Regions from separate parts of the Pan troglodytes genome. Here region 2 is linked to region 1. The links are chromatin contacts, called in public HiChIP or PLAC-seq maps. All regions are on one chromosome and are shown on one strand. Each heading gives the region's core, a stretch centred on a gene start, on an enhancer-like site or on the middle of the called end of the contact. The rest is flanking DNA. Distances are from core to core; before and after follow the strand shown. Region 1 holds the start of ARPC5 (actin related protein 2/3 complex subunit 5). Region 2 holds the start of SMG7 (SMG7 nonsense mediated mRNA decay factor).

Region 1 (5,167 bases), core at 1,710-4,209:
GCTCAAATTCAGCCTGAGTGGTCTCCTCTAAAAACACACACAAATGATTTCACTATCGTTTGAACTTACTGTATCTTACCATGCAGCATTATCATAACTACATTATAGGGCTATTTTTTCACGTGAAATTTTTACCTATCAAACTACATTATAAACTCTTCTATGTCAAAGATAGCAAACAGTTAAAATATTGATTTTTTTTTGCAACTGCAGAGGATTTTACTAAGAATAAGATATCAGCAGAGATCACTGTGTTGTAGTCTGTGACTCACCTTCACTGCCTGACTCTTGGTGTTGATAGGGGGGTTCTTCAGAGCTGCCTGTAGGGCAGCTGTCATGTTTCCTGTGATGGAAGTTAAGGGTGTAACAGCAAAGGATGGCCCCCAGGAAAGCATTATAACCACTGGTTCTTATGACTTGATTTACATATAAAAAGAAAATTACTTTGGTCACTATGTTCAATACTGGAAATTCAATGTGTTGGTTTCCAGGATGTTAATCAAAGGCAAAATATCAAAAGCAAAATAGAACATTAGACTTTTTTTTAATAAAGCAAAGACTGTTTCACCCTTGGTTCTAACTATCAAATGAACACCTTGATAGTCTTTCATTTCCCAGTGAGATACATATGCAAACATTACCTAGAGTGGTGTTAAAGAAATCCTAAAATATATATCAGAATTATTAGTCCCCCAAATGAAATAACCTATTATCAACCAAAATATGTCTTTTCCTGTGATTCTAATTGAAAAAATAAAGACCAAACTTTTGCTAGAACCATATTCTGTATTATCTGAAATGCTGGCAGAACATGCTGGCAGATTAGCAATCTGAATGATACACATTAGCAGTCTCTCAATATTGATGAAAAGAGGCATCACAGAAGATGTAATAATTCATATGTCCCTTAGGTGGCAGCTTAATTTTTTGCTTTAGATATTTTCTCTCATATTTCACAAAGGTTATTCAAACTGTGTTAGACCATACCTATTAAATTCAGGCTCTCTTTGAAAGCACTAGTGAGTTAGCAAGCATGAGAAACAGAAGGCCAATCAGACTGTCAGAATGTACAGACATTCCCCTAAAAGGAAAACCACAGAGTTCACTTGTTCCTCCAACTCTAGTACCCCACCACTAGGGCTGTCTTTCCTGGCTGTATGTAACGGTAAGAAGAGACAGTATCTTTATATTTTAAGATGAACTGATCAAAAAGCAGATCCACTGATATGGATACAGCAGTACCATTTAAAAGTCTCCACAAATTACCTAAAATACACTGGGGTTTCATAAAACACCATCTATCCATCACAAATAATGTTTTTAGGAAGCATGTTCACCATTTATTTTCTAAAGAAAAAGTTCTTACACAAAATCTCTGGTTGACAAGCTGTTATTTTCAAGGCTGCAGGGATTTCTAGAGAAGCATGCCTTATGTAGATTAGCTCATTTTTTATGACTCCAAGCACTTAAGTATTTAAATAATGCAAAAGAGCAACATCTAATTAATTGTGAAAGTTGTGGCAAAGGACTATCTATATATTGATAAATGTCTAATGCTCTATTTAGGTGCCTTTAAAAAAGGATATTGTTGCCATTAAATATTTTCACTCTCATATTTCCCCAATATAACAGGACATTGTTGAGAGTCTTCCTTATGAATACACCCAAGAATAATTAGAAATGCATACAAATTCAGTGTCTGAGATTTTCTAAAACTACAGCTTCGGTTTTTTTGCAACATTTACATTTTTCTAAAAAAGATGTAATGCAAATGCGAAGCCAAAGTTATGAATATTCAAATATGCAAAAACAGAAACCGGGAACTGACTGCCATATTTTAACTAAAATGGAAACAATTTTAGGATTACAAAAATGATTCTGCTTTATACGAATGACTCATCTTCTATCTTATTCATTGGGGTTTATTTTAAATATTTCCAAGGATTCTCCACACGCATTCCCCGTCGTTTTTTCTATTGTCCTTTTCTTAGCAGGTAAAAGGCTCCAAGCTTCCTTCTAGGAGTTTTGTATTTTTTGTATTCATTCCCCTCCCCCGGTTAACAAATTCTGTACAATGTATATTTTGCCAAATCCCCTTCTTCTTTTTTTTTTTTTTTTTTTTTAAAAAGGCCAATGGGCTGAAAGCACAGGGACCCTCAATTTTCGAACAGTCCCATCTCCCCCCGCCCCCTGGTAAGGAATAAACTACCTTAACGCTACCAATAACAAAAACACAACAAAAAACAAAACCACTAAGGAAAGATGCAGGTTCCCCACAATCAGAAATTTCTGGAGCTAATGTGACCCCAGGAAATAAGAGTTCTAGGAAGAAAAACTAAGGCGCTCGGCACCAGCCTTCCCCACCAGCCGGGGCCGCCTTCCCCAGCGCCGCGAGGGCGCGGCCGGCGGGACCAGTTCCCGAGGCAGGCAGGCACTCGGGTGCAACCTGAGGAATCTAGGGGCGTGGAAGGCGCGCGGGGGAGGGCAGGCTTCCAAGAGTGGGACCCTCGCGTCTCCTGCCGACTGGGTAGGAAACGAGGGCTTCCCCCTTGCCCTCTCAGAGCGGGCGATCCCAAAGACACAGGTTAAGCCGCAGGTTGAGAGGGCAGCTCCGCGCCGGTGCCCCGCGGATCCTGCAGGCTCCCGGGTCCCAGGAGAAGGGCGGGCTGGGCTGGGCTGGGGTGGGGAGGGCGGTGAATGCAAGGATATTGCCGCAGGCAGGAGTCCACCTCGCCCTCGTCGGGCCCGGCCTGGCCGTCGCCCCCATCTTCTTCGTCCACGAACTTGTTCTCGTCATATTCATCCACGTCCACCTTCCGGAAGCGGGCCGACGACACTGTGTTCTTCGACATCCCAATCCCGACCAGCGGCAAAGGCCTCTTCTTGGCGCTGCCTCTACCTCAGCAAGCCCAGCCCAGCAACCCACTACCCGGCGCCTGATTCACTTCCCTCTTCCGCTCTGGGGCGTCGCCGACTGCCGCGGCTCGGACCGTTCTGGGCCTGCGCGCTAGCCCCGTTTCTTCCTCCTCAGGTTCGCGCTCCCTTGGCGCCTCCCACGCTGCCCCTGCTCTTCCACGGAGAGCGCGCGCGAGGGAAGGAGCGCGCAGGACACAGCGCGCAGGCGCGGGCTCTCCGCAGGCAAGGGGCGGGGCTGGGCGAAGGAGGCGGGGGCGAGAGGGAGGGCCAAAAGCTGGACCGCGGGCAGAGGTAAGAAGCGATTGGTCGTCCGATTGCGTCACGTGATTCTCGGTGAGGGGGTTCCCATAGAAACGCTTTTCTGCGGTCCAGTCTAGGGGGTCTGAGATTGGCGGGGATGGGCAGCAGCGGCAGGTGGCCTTGGCTTTTGCTGCAGCCGTCAACGACCTATCATTGGGGTCCTGCGTAAGGTCCGGCTGGCTGGGACTTGGCTGTGGGTGGGATGGACTGGCTGCCGGACCGAGTGCCCTGCAGTTGGTAGGAGTATGAGGCAGAGTGATGCACACCCGGGCGCCCAGCATCGTTCTAATTGCCGGAGACATTGCCTCAGACTGTGCGCTGCTAGAGGCTGCGTTCCTGAGCAGGAAGCCCGTTTCCTGGGATTGGAACTACCCTTCTTGGCCAGCGGGAAGTCCCCAAGGACGGAGTCGAAAGGTCAAATCTTATCTGTCAGTGCTGTGTGACAGCATCGCAACGGGATCTGCAGAACCTGAACTCGGTATCAAATCTATTGGGAGGGAGGGGAACGTGTCCGGGCAGGCGCTGGGGTCGGGTGGCAAAACTGGGGTGAATTTGTAGAATTTGGGAAAGGGTCATTGACATCTTAAAATAGGTGGTCGTTTGGAGCAAGAATGCTCGAAAGGGGTGAGGGTAGGTTAGGCTCTCTAGTGCTGGGGGAAAACAAAATGTGGAAGGATTGGTGGAAACCAGACCTTTAAGATTTATATTATGATTTGAGATTTATATGATTCCATCTAGGCCAGATTAAAAAAAAATTTGACATCCCCATTTCTGGAATGTAGGAGATAAAGGCACTAAGATGAAGGAAATGGTAGTTGTGCTGTGTGTATTACACTGAAGAACAAATATTTGCAGGATAAAATTAATTTGGACATTTGGCTGGACACTGCTCGGTATGGGTCCAGTTTAGTTGGACCTCGAGCAGAAGACTGGCTGTTGCCCTGTTGTGTACCACAATCTTTGGTTTCCAGTGCTGTGTTGAAAAGAGCACTAGGCTTAGAATCAGAAAACTCAGGCTTAAGTCTTGACTCTTCCACTCATAATGTTTGAACGAGACATGTCACTTAAAATTCTGTCTCAGATTCCTCATCACTGAAATGGAGCTAATAATGTGCACTTTACAAGATTGTTCTTAGGATTATATATCACGAAAGTGTTTCCAAGCTCTAAAATTCTACATAAATGTAAAATGCATGTTGCTTGTACCATTGGTTTTGGGACTAGTCTTATAAATTTCTTAATGATATATGGTGTTTTATCTCCTTCCTAGAAGAGATGGAAAGATTCTGAAGGGCAGAAACAGTTTTTCTTTTGTATCTTCCTTCCATATGACAAAAAGCTAAGCATGCAGAAGGGACTCGATACATGCTTGATGAATGAATGAAATGTGAAAGACCGTACAGTTTGAGAATCATACTGAGAATAATAAATCAGAAGAGGGAGAGAGATCTCAAAATTAAATATTTGTTGGATATATACATGTAAATACATATGTCCAGTCTTCTTTAAGTTCAAAAAAATACATATATAATGTGTGTATATTTATCTATGCAGTATATTATATATAAATAGAGAGTGGGAGAGAGACCTCGAGAATGGAATACATCCCTTTTTCTTGGGAAGAAGCAATGTGGCGTTTTTCTGTTCCCAATTAAACCACTCTTCTATAAGTATATCATTTAGGTGATAGAAGTAACATTGCTTTAAATTAACATTCAAGTTATGAACACACACACTGGTAAAAATTCTCTTAGGAATGCCTTAAGACAGCAAAGGAAAAATTTTTACCTGTTGGCAATATTTATTTTAAAAAGCCATATACCAAAGTATAAAATCATTACTATGGTGAATGGCGTTATATAACTTAGAATAAAGATTTTACAATTTTTTTTCAGTTTCAGTCTTTGCTAACTTTAGTAGATGCTAATCAGTATACTTTAGCTGTTAAAGG
Region 2 (5,167 bases), core at 910-3,409, 160 kb before region 1:
GTATAATGGGCACTCAATCATGTATGTCATCATTAAAGGTCACAGGAAGCCTATAACAGGTAATGCTTCCATTTTGGTCAAGGAGCAAACTGAAGTTCAGATACCAAGATGGCAGAGTTAGAATGCATACTCAGGTCCGTTAGCTTGTGATCTTTCCATGAAATCACTTAGCCAAAAAGACAAACCCAAAAACAAAATCTGGTAGGATTAATGTAAGTAAGGAAGCTTCTCTTTAATTTCTTTTGGTTTAGATGTGATCTTATATCTGTAGGGGGGGAAAAGGTGAACAATATCTATTGCAAAAAGAAAGATGTCTGTAATTCTACAAGTTTGTTGACTAGGACAAGTGGAAATAGATGAAAATGGAAAATGTGTATTAAACAGTATATAAATAGAAGGTAATAATTTTTCTGAGTCCTATTGATTTTTGAAGGTAATTTTAATATTAGTATCAAAGTCTTCTAATCTCTAAAATATACTACTATTCTTCTATTTAGCTAGAGATATTGTAAAGCTATTGAAGACTCTTATAAGATTCTTAGGAAAGCTGCTATAAAACACAGACTTTATTATTTCTGACCTCATGTGTTCCTACTTTGTTCTTACCCCAATTACTGCATCCCTCATATTGCATCCTAATCATTACTCTGAGCTCTCTACCAGCAGTTGGATTTCCTCAAGACAGGGACCAGGTCTCTTTCATTGTGGTGTCCATCATAACCAGAACAGTGTCTGAAATATAATAAGTACTCAGTAAATGTTTATGGAATAAATCAGCAAACACTAACAAAAGGATTCATCTTTCTGATCCGTTTCTCTATTTCCAAAATGAGAAGATAGTAGTAATATTTTCCTAGATTGCTTATCAGGAATGTATGATAACTGTTCATACACTCTTTATTGGAGATATGTGCCACAGACATAAATGGCTATTACCATGATTAGTAAGGGGGTAATTATTACAATTTTTATTCTGGTTGAAATCTAACCAATTAAAAAATCTAACCAATACGCGATCACACTGGTCTTTAAATTAAAAAAAATATATCTAGCCAATAAATTTTCGGAAAGAAATGTAGGCTATTTGAGGTAATAGGTAGTAGGAGTCTCTATCCTTGGGCGCTCATGGTAGAAGGCAAAGCAGAACCCCACCGCGGAAATGAGAATAATCCCTCACTAGGTGGCTCTCTTTGCCGTGAGTGGGCGGCGCGTCGGGGCGGGGCGGGTGATTGGGGGCATTGTACTGCCGCAAGCGCTGCGTGTCACGCCGCATCATACCAGGCGCTGGCAGCATGAGGGGCATAGTCCACTTTCTATTTCGTTAATGACAATCTGTCCTTGGAATTTATTTCAAAGCAGGTTGTACTTTCGTTTCCGCTAAACTTATACCTGATGTTTCAACTGAACATTGGTATAGTCTTATTGGTGCAGGTCTCAGAGAAGGATCTTGAAAGTGCCTCTTCACCTGGCGTAGAAAAAGACAGCAGGAATCAGGTAGCCAAACCAGACCAAACCAAATCAAAATAGCCCATTAAAATCCTTATTTTAACTATCCTATGAGGGCTGCATTCTTGGAAGGTTTTATATAGTTACATATCCTAAAGTAATTTGGGATAGCTCCTTAAATGACTCCACAATACGAACCGAAAATATAACTTGTAAAACGTCAATTTCTTCAAGTCATGGATGATGAATTTTCCAGCTATTTCTCATACACTTCATATTATTATTGACTTCGTTCTTTATTTCAGCTTTTTGGCCCGAAACCTGACACAAAATACACATAATAAATATCCAAAAAGATTTGTTCTGAGAATGAAACTTCTTTTCCTAGACTCCTTTCACCAGACAGATGTATCTAGGGTTCGTTCTTCTTGATCCTCTTTTATCCGATGTTTTCCTCTCTAACTCAACGACACAGAATGACGACTTTTAAAACACTGCAGACCCGTGAGAGGAGAAAGGTTGCAGAGCAGGGAGGAACTTGGAGGTCTGCCTTTAATAATCAAGCAGGATCCCCACTGCGGGGTGCCTATCAGAGTGATGGCGCTAGTCAGCCTTCCGGCTTGTCCCCGGCTTAAATGATAGAAAACCACGTGTTAGCCTTCTAGGATGTGTTCCCACCCTCACCCTGGCCTCCTCGCGGCAGGCTCGCGACAGCTAGGTCAGGAGGGAGTACGCGGGTGGGGTGGATTTGGGGGAGGGGTCGACTCGCCAGAAGTCGGCTATCCCCGTCGGCAGGGAAGGCATCGCGGCTGTCGTGTGCCGCTCTCCTCCCTCAGGGACCCCGTCCAGGCGGGATCCCGCCTCCCAGAGCCCAAGGCAGTTGTGGGGAAACCCCTTGCCCTTCCTCGCCGCTTGGCGCTGCCGCCTCGCCCTCCCGACTCCAGCCCGCCGCCCACCAGCCTCCAGGCCATGCATCCTCTTCGCAGGCCCAGCCCTCTCCACGCCCGGCTCTGAGAGGAAACTACGGAGGTGGTTCCCGCTCGCAGGCGGGTGGAAAAGCCCATGGTGAATGCCTCGGGGTGTCCCCCCAATTGCTGTGGGAAGTGGGAAGGGAGGAGGAAGTGGACTTCACCACCGGGGAGAACTACATCGATTCCTAACTTGGGGGAGGACTTTAGATGGAAGGGAAGCCAAACGGGGAACCCTGGGCGGTTTCCTGGGAATCCATTGGCCAAGGGGAGGGTGACCCTGTCCGCACACATCGGTTACTATGACAATATAACCACAGCCTCCAGTTGCCATGGCAGCTGCCTATCCAATCCGATTGTCTTCTTTTCTCTTCCTCTCCGGGCCCCACCTTATCCCCTCCAAGAGTCTCCCAGCGTGCATGGGGAGGGGCTGCAGCGAAGAGGAGAGGGGGTCCTTCGAGTCACTCTCTACGCGCGAGGGAAGACAAGCGTTGAGGGACTGCTGGGAGGAACTGTAGGAGGAAGGGGCGGCGTTTCCGGTGGGGAAGAGTGGAGGCGTGCAAAAAGGAAGAGGGAAATCGGCAGGAGTGATAAGAAGGGGGAAGACTTTGAGTGTAACTCCCGTTCTTTTGGCCTGGGTGTTCCCGGTGGTGGGGTTGGGATTGCCCCCTTGCGCGGGAGGAGAAGGGTGGATTGGCAGGAAGCCTCCAAGCGCCACCAGCCGGTCTCTCAGAAGCCGCACAGGCGCCACACAGCTCGTTGATCCCAAAAGGGAGCGCTACAGAGAGGCGGAAATCACTGAGGGGACAGGCGCTGCTGAAATCTCGCGAGAGGGACCCCCTCCCTCGCCCGGTCGCCGACTTCCTCTGCTTCTCCTCTTTCCCCCGCCCCTCCTCCCTCCCCCTCCCCCCCGGGTCGGAGTGTCCCTGCGCCCCACGGGCCAGAGCAGCAGCGAGAGCAGCTTTCCCCACTCCCTCCCCCTCGCCTCATTCACCCCCACCCCCCTGCCGAGCGAGGAGGAGCTGGAGGAGAGGAAGATGGCGGCGGCCGCCAGCACCCGCGGTGCCGCGGGGCCGCTCCGAGGAGCCTGAGAGACCCACGGAGGCTTCGCGGGAAGACGCGGCGGCGGCGGCGGAGGATGAGCCTGCAGAGCGCGCAGTACCTCCGGTGAGTGCCGAGGCCGGGCTGGTACGTAGGGGGAGCGGGCCGCAGGTTGGGGCATGGAGCAACAGACACCGAGGTGGTAAGTCCGGGGTGGCGGGGGAGTTGCTGCGTCCTCTCCTCGCCGGGCAGGGCGGCGGAGACTGCAGGGGGATCTGCGGGAGGGGGCGGAACGGGTATGGGTGCCTAGCCCCTACCGCCCGGGCTGAGCTCTGGCGAAGCCAGCTCGTCCCGGTGCGAGGAGGGAGGTTGGGGAAGCGTGAGAATGTGCGCGCGCGCCCTTGGTCTCGGGTTTGCTAGCGAGGGGTGGAGAGAAACGTCGGGGAGGCGGCGGCGACCCCGAGTGGAGGTGGGTGTGGAGGAGTCTGATCCCCGTGGCAGGGGACTCGTGGTGTGGCGTGGGATTGGTTGGAGCGATGCATGAGTAGAGGACGGGGAGGAAGTCTGCACACCTGGGGTGCTGGGGCGGGGGAACCGCGGAGGGCAGACAGGGGGAGAGGGAGACCGCAGGAAACTGAAGCTTGTTCTTCATTCTCGGGTTGGGAGTATTGAGGAATAATGTCATCTGTAGTTAGTTGGCGGTGTGGGGAGGCGTGAAGGGGAATAGATGGGGAAGTGAGGAAAGAGGGAGGCACTGTGGACAAGGTTGGGTTTTTCAGAAGAAACTGGGTTAGAATCAGTGTAGTCGGAAGATACCATTCTGAGAGTCGTGTGCATTCATTAAGAGTGGTGTAAGGAACTTGTATGTCAGAGGTAGAGTGACACATGGGTATAGTGTGTGTGTGTGCGAGATGTGTGTCTGGGGTGGGGGGCGCGGCGATTGATGCACATTTCAGGATGAAGATGTAGATAGGTTGAACTTAGTACCTGATGGCGAGAACATATTGAATGGAAGGACACCAGCTTTTGTATCAGCTGAAAGGTTCCATGGAAGCTGAGTAAGAGCTTGGAGGCAGAGGTAAAGTGGGTCAAAAATCTTGATAGAGAAAAGTAAGGTTGTTAGATCCTGAAATTAACTGGGGAGTGACTACTGCTTAGAAAAGGGGAAGACTTTAAAATTGGTCCTTTTTGTCTTTCAGGAGCAGAACTAAGAAAGGGAGGCCTTATGGAAAGATGTTTTTTAAAAAATTGTTTCATACCTTGCGGAGGAGGGAGTTGGATGAGGTGGAAGTCTGAAATGAGTGGAAAAGTCACTTTAGCTGTTTAGTGACATGAAAGTATTGACGTGTGTGGATCCCTATATGTATATTGCAAGAGGTGTGTAGTTACCTGATACATAGGGTGGCCATTATAATTTTTAAAGTAGTAAAGTTTTATTAAGCATAATAGGGAGAGAAGAGAATGATGAGATATTTGAATAATGCTTGAATGCTTGATTTTAACACGACATATATGCCCAGTGACCACAGGACAGTTGGAATGATGTCTGTAATTTGAGGTCCTTTTCTTCATCTTAGATATCCCTTTGTTGTTTAATATTTCAAATAAATACAGCTATGACAAAGATCTGTTGTAGGTGCTATAAAGAGATATGGAAACCATCAGGGTGCTGATTAGTCTTAAGGAATTTGCAGTTGAGTATCTATTAGGCA

Evidence for each region. HiChIP or PLAC-seq counts read pairs in DNA pulled down with a chosen protein or histone mark.
Region 2: an H3K4me3 HiChIP or PLAC-seq map of stem cell-derived excitatory neurons shows a contact between it and region 1, with 5 times the contacts expected there. The contact joins the promoter of SMG7 here to the promoter of ARPC5 in region 1. A contact is called at or near these places in 1 of 7 Hi-C or Micro-C datasets (stem cell-derived neural progenitor cells), 1 of 1 datasets of contacts at active chromatin or transcription factors (stem cell-derived excitatory neurons) and 1 of 1 other capture datasets (stem cell-derived neural stem cells).

Annotation. Positions count from the first base shown.
Region 1 is chr1:65,457,684-65,462,850 of NHGRI_mPanTro3-v2.0_pri, reverse strand. It overlaps ARPC5 (actin related protein 2/3 complex subunit 5), which reads right to left and starts at 2,959. Exons shown (of 4, transcript NM_001246501.1): 1 at 2,710-2,959; 2 at 273-345. The coding sequence starts at 2,852. RGL1 (ral guanine nucleotide dissociation stimulator like 1) reads left to right here and starts at 3,257. Exons shown (of 18, transcript XM_016933982.4): 1 at 3,257-3,694.
Region 2 is chr1:65,620,935-65,626,101 of NHGRI_mPanTro3-v2.0_pri, reverse strand. It overlaps SMG7 (SMG7 nonsense mediated mRNA decay factor), which reads left to right and starts at 2,159. Exons shown (of 22, transcript XM_024350512.3): 1 at 2,159-3,581. The coding sequence starts at 3,553. LOC107969542 (a long non-coding RNA gene) reads right to left here and starts at 1,767. Exons shown (of 5, transcript XR_001711462.4): 1 at 1,645-1,767; 2 at 1,390-1,465; 3 at 607-732.